2 separate regions of the Lactuca sativa genome follow, and region 1 is linked to region 2. Evidence: chromatin contacts called from public Hi-C data. All regions are on one chromosome and are shown on one strand. Each heading gives the region's core, a stretch centred on a gene start, on an enhancer-like site or on the middle of the called end of the contact. The rest is flanking DNA. Distances are from core to core; before and after follow the strand shown.

Evidence for each region. A called contact is a pair of places that touch in the nucleus more often than the background predicts.
Region 1: a contact with region 2 is called in a Hi-C map of leaf, with 6 times the contacts expected there. The contact joins the promoter of LOC111892895 here to the promoter of LOC111892901 in region 2. A contact is called at or near these places in 2 of 4 Hi-C or Micro-C datasets (both in leaf).

What each region holds. Positions count from the first base shown.
Region 1 is chr3:710,094-713,853 of Lsat_Salinas_v11, reverse strand. LOC111892895 (protein transport protein SEC16B homolog) reads left to right here and starts at 1,544. Exons shown (of 13, transcript XM_023888977.3): 1 at 1,544-3,760. The coding sequence starts at 1,959.
Region 2 is chr3:416,560-420,453 of Lsat_Salinas_v11, reverse strand. It overlaps LOC111892901 (receptor protein-tyrosine kinase CEPR2), which reads left to right and starts at 1,636. Exons shown (of 3, transcript XM_023888981.3): 1 at 1,636-2,044; 2 at 3,324-3,894. The coding sequence starts at 3,429.

The sequences.
Region 1 (3,760 bases), core at 295-2,794, 290 kb before region 2:
GAATATTATAGTATAAGAAATATGCATATATGCATTTGAAAAAATATGCATATATGTACCTACAACGTTGATTTTTTTGTTAAAAAAATACAATTTTGAAAAAAATTGCATTTTTTATAAAACTTGTAGGGTTTTTTTTTTTTTTTTTTTTTTTTTTTTTTTTTTTTTTTTTTTTTTTTTAATAGAAAAAATGCAGTTTTTCTGAAAAAAAAAAAAATTTAGTGTTTTAGAAAAAAAATGCAGTTTTTTTGAAATAAAATTACAGCTTTTTTGAATTTTTTTTTCTAGAAAAAATGCAGTTTTTTTTTTTTAAAAAAAAAATGCAGTTTTTTTTTGAAAAAAGATATAGTTTTTTTTTAAAATATATTTTTTCATTTTTTTTAAAAATTCATGTTTTTTTTTGAAAAAAATTAAAAGATCTCAATTTAAAAAAAATACAAAATTATTTAAAAAAAAATAAATCCGAAATTTTGAGTTATTTTGTTAATTTTTAGACATTTATATTGATATTAAATAACACAGAAAAATTAAACATTAAAGGAGATTGGTAAGATGACGATAATGTCCTTAACGATAATGGCCATTTGTGAAAAATGACAAGACATAACAAGTTCAAGAGCCATTTATGAAATTATACTTGTTGTATAGAATTATTATTTCCGACTTTTACAGACGTGCCTTTATTTTATTTGGTGTGTAGTCTTTTCCTACTTTATGTAATGTCATGTTTTGTCTGTCGATATTTTAAGTGTAAATATTACGCTACCCTTTCCTATATAAAGGATTGTAAACGATTGTAAAAATCATCGAATATTCATACGAATAAAAAATTCTGTTGTTATTTCCCTCATGTCTCTCTAAACACTCTCTTTCCAATTCTCTTAGCCTATCTCTTAAGTTCCTAGTTCTTTCAAGCACTTCATATTATATATATATATATATATATATATATATATATATATATATATATATATATATATATATATATATATATATATATATATACACACTCACACTAAGTGATCAATAAAAAAAATAATATGCTTTAATGGTAATAAATGATCATTGTTAATTAGTCAATAGTAACAACCTTAAAAAAAAAAACTCCCACTAAAAATGTTTTAAAAAAGACAATAACAAATAAGTTGCTATTTAATGACTTTTAATTTATATCTTTAATAAAATTTCAAAATTGGAGTATTATTATTATGTAGATGTCGTGTCAATAAAATCTATTAATAAAAAAGGTAATAAATAATTTAAGTAAAATGTATTTTTAGATATAAAGACTTAATGTATAAAACTATAAATTCCAAATGAATTAGGAGATGTGAATTTATTTTTAAAATAATAATAATATATGTTTTTGTTGATAAACCTAAATAAAATAAATAAAAATGTTGTTATTCGATGAAATAGATTAGCTATTTTGATGTACAAAAGTAATTAAGAAGACGGTGAAAAGAAAAAAGAACATTATAATCCACGCGTTGGTGGCTAGTTGAGTCACCTGGTTCGAAATCGAGGGCTTGTCTCTTCTCCAATATACTCTCTCTCTCTCTCTCTCTCTCTCTCTCTCTCTCTCTCTCTCTCTCTCTCTCTACATATAGATTTGTATACGTAATGCGATTTTCTTCAAATCGTCATATTGGTATCTAAGTTAATTTCGTAATGTATTCATGTCTTTTGGGGATCAATCTTGTTCGATTTTGATGCGCTAAGACTGTTCAAAGGTAAATTTTTGCTCTGGGATTTGGATGATGCAATTCACGGTTTTGTGAATTCTGGTTAGGTGATCCGTAAAACCCTAGCTGGATCTCTCCTGTTTTTAATCTGATATATATCAATTTAGGGTTTTTTCTAGATTTATTAGGAGTTCTTGTTCCGGATCTGTAACGTGGTTCTGAACCCAATTGGGATCGAGAGAGGTTTTTTAGGTTAGGTTTTGACTGGTATAGATGGCTTCAAATCCTCCATTTCAGGTGGAGGATACTGACGAAGATTTCTTTGATAAATTGGTCGATGATGACGATGATGATTATAAGGTCACTCCATTATCCTCAGAAACGACCAAATTAGCTGATGGGAACGATTCTGATGATGCTAAAGCTTTTGCTAATTTAGGTATCAGTGATGTTGGCACTGGACTCGAAGATTTGGGGAAAGTAGGTGAAGCTTGTTCTTCCATTGATGGGGATACCAAACATGCGTCAACTGACACTTTTTTAGACCATGGTCGTCCGTTGGTTTCTTCAAATTCATTTGCATTTGATAGCGTGAGTGAAGAACCCAATACTGAGGTAGCTGGTTTGGATTCTACAGCTAGTTGGGATCATGGATCTGGAGGTGGTCCTGGTGTTAAGGAGGTGCAGTGGGCAGCTTTTGCTACTGAACCTGCTGAGAATGATGGTAATGGGTTTGGATCCTACAATGATTTTTTCACTGAATTTGGAGATAGTTCTGTGGATCAAATAGGGAAAGGAGGTAACTTGGTTAGTCGGGAACAGAATGTTGTTATGTCGGGAAGCAGCAATATAGTAGATGATTCCATGCATAGGAAGAATGTTAATGATTACTCAAATCAATTTCAAGACGTCCAGACTTATGCTTCGGCTGGGGAACAAAGTACAGAGGTCAAAGCTTATGCTACATCTGGGGAACAAAGTACAGATGGTCAAGATCCAAACAGCAGTCAGTACTGGGAGAATCTTTATCCAGGATGGAAGTATGATGCAAACACTGGGCAATGGTATCAAGTAAATGAAGGTTATGATGATGTACAAGGGGCTCATGATCCAAGTACTACTTCTGAGTGGACAGAGAAACCAGAGGTTTCTTATTTGCAGCAACAGTCAGTCCAATCTGCTGTGGAGGCTGTAGCAGAGAAAGGCACGACTGGAAGTGTCACAACTTGGAATCAAACTAATGAGAGTTTATCATGGGATGAGGCTTCACAAGAAAACAATGGGTATCCATCAAATATGGTTTTCGATCCCCAATACCCTGGTTGGTATTATGACATGAACACTCAAGAATGGTGCTCTTTGGATGCATATAATTCTCAAGCACAGGAGCAGGTCAACCAAAATGGGTATTCTGCAACTAGTAGTTATTATGGTGGGCAGGATCAGACAAAGAAGCAGTTACAGGTAGGATCTGAAGGACAAGATTACAAGTGGAAAGGGTCTTTGAGTAATGTTGAACAGCAAATGTGGCAACCTGCCCAGAAGCAGGTTAATCAAAATGGGTTTTCTGCAACTGCAACTGCAACTAACACTTACTATGGGAATGATGAGAAAACGTTGGGATCTCAAGTTTTTAGTAGTCAAGGACAAGAATACAAGTGGAATGGGTCTTTTAGTAATGTTGAGCAACAAGGATCAAGTATGTGGCAGCCTGATACTGTTGCCAAGAGTAGTAGTGGTCCTATGTCAGATCCTACAGGCAACCAAAATTCCCATGGCACTAGTGAGTTCCCTGCCATTTCTGGAGCCCAATCCTTTGTTCCAAGTGGAAACTTTAACCAGACCACATTCAAGCAAGGTGAGATGATGAATATCCCAAAAACCTATGGCAGTATGAACCAATCAGGTTCAGGTTATTCCCAACAAGTACAACCATTTCACAGTGGTGGTCAGCAAGCAGGAAGGTCATCAGCTGGCCGCCCTCCTCATGCTTTGGTTACTTTTGGTTTTGGTGGAAAGCTAATTGTGATGAAAGACAATGCTGCTGCTGCCCTCATGAACACATCCTATGGAAG
Region 2 (3,894 bases), core at 387-2,886:
CGGCCCACGACCTTGAAATAAGAAATGATAGGGACCAGGATGTTACAGGGTCAATGCCCCAAATTAAGAAGCGACTCAAAACATGGCGTTACAAAGCCTTTGACTATGGTCATTGCCTTCGTCTGTGGCTCGAGTTTCCAGCACCACAGGATTTCAAAAAATTAAAAGCGCTCGCCGCCGCCGTCTATGTCCAAACTCGTAGCTCGACGCAGTCGTTGGAAAATGAGGGAGAGGAAGTCGTCACTGTCGTTACCAAACCTCCATAAAGAAAAAGGGTTTCGTCAGTGTAAGATCTGAGAAAGGGCTTCGTAAAGAGATGGTGGTCACCAAACCTCCATCGATGAGGTCAAGTTTAGTGTCGCCGCTACTGGGGTTTCAGCTCGCCACCATTACAAACCCAAACATGTTACAGAGTCGTTTAGGTGGGAGAACGGCAGATCGTTAGTGTCGTCGAAGGACCAAGACGAAGCCAACAATGGTAACTCCAGTGGTGGTGACAGCTCTGACGGGAGTTCCAATTTTCCCGGCGGAGAGAAACATAGAAAAATAAGCTATGGAGGGAGTATGGGTGAGGTAGTGTTGTATTTGTTTTCTTTTTTATTTAATTATTAATTAGAAAAATACAAAATTAATAAAAGAAAAAGAAAAGGAAAAACAAAATAAAGAGCACAAAAATGTCATTTCGCACACTTCCAATTATGAAATGGACCAAACTCGCAACACAATGAAAAGTTTAGACCTCTGGTGCTAGTCCAAACTTTTTTGGACCAAAGTGAAAATTTTCTTCTAACCATAAGGATCATTTATGTAGTTTTGTCTTATATTTTCTTTTATTTTCATCCTCAATGGAAGGACCCAAAAAAGTCGATCTCTCAAATTAGAGTCAGCCTACACACGTTTCAGTACAAGTTTTATACATATATTACAAACCAAGAGAAGAGCGAGCAACAAGTTCACTAAGCCGCTCATCCTTCATTTCTAGTAAATTACATGAATGGTCCTTATGGTTTTGGATAATTTGCACGTTTGATCGCTAACATATTTTTTTAACTCAGAAGCTCTCTACTGTTTGTTTTTGTTATGTATCTGGTCCCTACAATTTGTTTTTGTTACTTGCTTGGTCACTGTCTTACCTAAAAGACTATTATTTAAATAAGAAAAAATAGTAGGATAGGTAAGATAAGGTAGTGAGATGAGGTTGGAGGTGTGTTTATTTAAATAAATTAAAAACTCAAGGGCAAAATATTTTTTTTAGGTAAGACAGAAACCAAGCGCATAATAATTGTGTTAAAAAAACAAGTTAGGAACCAAACATACAAATTACTTTAAACCATAGGGACCATTCATCTGACTTACTCCACATTTTTTTAGGTGACTTCACTAAACCTATGCTCCGTGTAAAGTGACTCCATGCTCCATAAAGAAATGTGAAAAACTTACACGTGCAGCTCGAATCTTCAGTAAACAGTGTAAAAAAAAATCACTAAGTTCGAATAGATTTTCGCGAAATCAGTTAATTTTTGTTATAAATAAATTAGACTTAAGAGAAGTGAGTGAAGAAGCTTCTGTCTAATCCGTGGCTATCAACAATCAAAGCATCTCTTAAAATTTGGAAGACCTTCACACCCAATCCCTTTCTTTGTCTTTTCTTTTATCTCTTGTCGTCTCTTCTATTTCCCTTCAATCTTCGGTAGGCCTGCCCCAATCCCACCACTCTTTTTTTATTATTATTATTCATAAATTCATCTCTCCTTATCTCTTTCCCATAACCCTCTGTTTTTGTTTTAAAGATTTCTTGAAATTCTCTCATTCTCTTCCATCCCAATACAAATTTCATCGAATTTCTTCAATAAAATCCTGTTTTGATCTTCAAATCGACATTCTTCAAAACCCTAAACTGATGTTCTCTTCTTCCTAAACATATTTCAAAACGGTCGATCTCATATTTAATGGCTTGAAAAGAGGAATAGAGAGCAAGAAGCAGACTCCATAAGCCTTTCAATTTTGATTTCAGGAATCAATTAGGACATTACCATATTTCGAGGTCAGAACTCATCTTTGTATTCTTCAGTTTCTGTTTTTGGTTTTTACTTAATAATATTTCCTTTGAATTTATCACCTGTTTAAACACATGTATATATATGAAACAGAGCATGACTCTCAGTCGTGTCTCATATTCACAAGTTACTGTACATGTGTTTTGGATTAATTTTACTGCCTGAATTAAATATTCTTCATCTTTTGTAGTGGTTTTAAAAATTTATATGAATGAGTCTTAGTGTGACTCGGTACCTTCTGCAATTTAAGTTGTACTGTGTGTATTGATTTTTAATTTTGAAAACTATTTTAGTTTTCAACAGTGTATTAATTATTTTATCTTATTTATATTTTTAAGAGGTTATAAATTGTTAGTAATACTTTTAAAAGGTTACAAACAATGATTAACTTTTGGGGATTAATTAAATGCATTTACATATCTAGAACAAAATAGACATATATATCATCGGCTTGATATTAAAGAAGAAAATCAATTCTATTCTATCTCTATAATAATAGAGAACGCCATTGCTACAATACAACTAATATTTTCTAAATATAGCTATGAAGAATTTAAAATTAAAAAAGAACGAATAAACAAAAACACAATTGATATACGTAACGTTATGAATTACGACGAAAGAATAATGACCTCAAATGATTCTAAACATATAAAACTTCGATAATCGGTTCCAACAATATTAAAAGCATATTATTATTTTATATTATTAAAGCACATCAAGAAAAATTAAAATAAGAAATTATCATCGCAAATACATCACGTTAAAAATGAAGTAGATATAGTTCAATTTCTCATTGTCACCATCTCCTTTGATATATATATATATATATATATATATATATATATATATATATATATATATATATATATATATATATATATATATATATATATATATATATATACACACGGAAGAGTTGTATAGAAAATAAATGATTAATACAACACATATTTAAACCAATGAAAACATAACAGCATATCAATTTAGGGTAACTACATAAATAACTTCCCAAATATATTATTTGTGAATAAAGAAATGGACACGTATCATTTGATTATTGGTTCCGACATATGCTATTATAGCTATTTGTTTTCCATAGAACTCATTCATATATATATATATATATATATATATATATATATATATATATATATATATATATATATATATATATATATATATATATATATATATATATATATATATATATATATATATATATATATGATTGACACCCATCACTATTATTGAATTTGTTTCCAGACCAGAGCAACCTGCATGGCCAATAATGGAGGTCGCCAGCTGATAAGGGACATGGACACTCATCTTCCACTAGAATGACCGGAGTACCCTCGCACATTCTCTAAAATGTCAAAACAGCCCCTACTACGTTCATCCCGCCAAATTACATCTGTTTTGCTCTTCTTATTCGTATTCTCCTTCGCCTGCATTTTTTTCCGGCCAGTATTCTGCTCCTCTTTGTCTGTTGAAGTCCATGCGCTACTTGATTTCAAGAAGCAGTTAAAAGACCCTTTGAATTACTTGGATTCATGGAAGATCACGGAATCTCCGTGTCAATTTTACGGGGTTTCGTGTGACAATCAAACGGGTCGGGTGGTGGAGATTTCGTTGAACTACAAATCTCTCTCTGGAAAAATTTCACCGGCGCTTGGGGCTCTTGAGAGCCTGAAATCTCTGGTGATTCCTTCGAATTATATCCACGGCGAGCTGCCGGCCGCCCTCGTCAACTGCAATGATCTCCGCGTTTTGAATGTGACTGCAAATAATATTACCGGTGTTTTACCGGATCTTTCGAATCTTCAAAAGCTGGAGA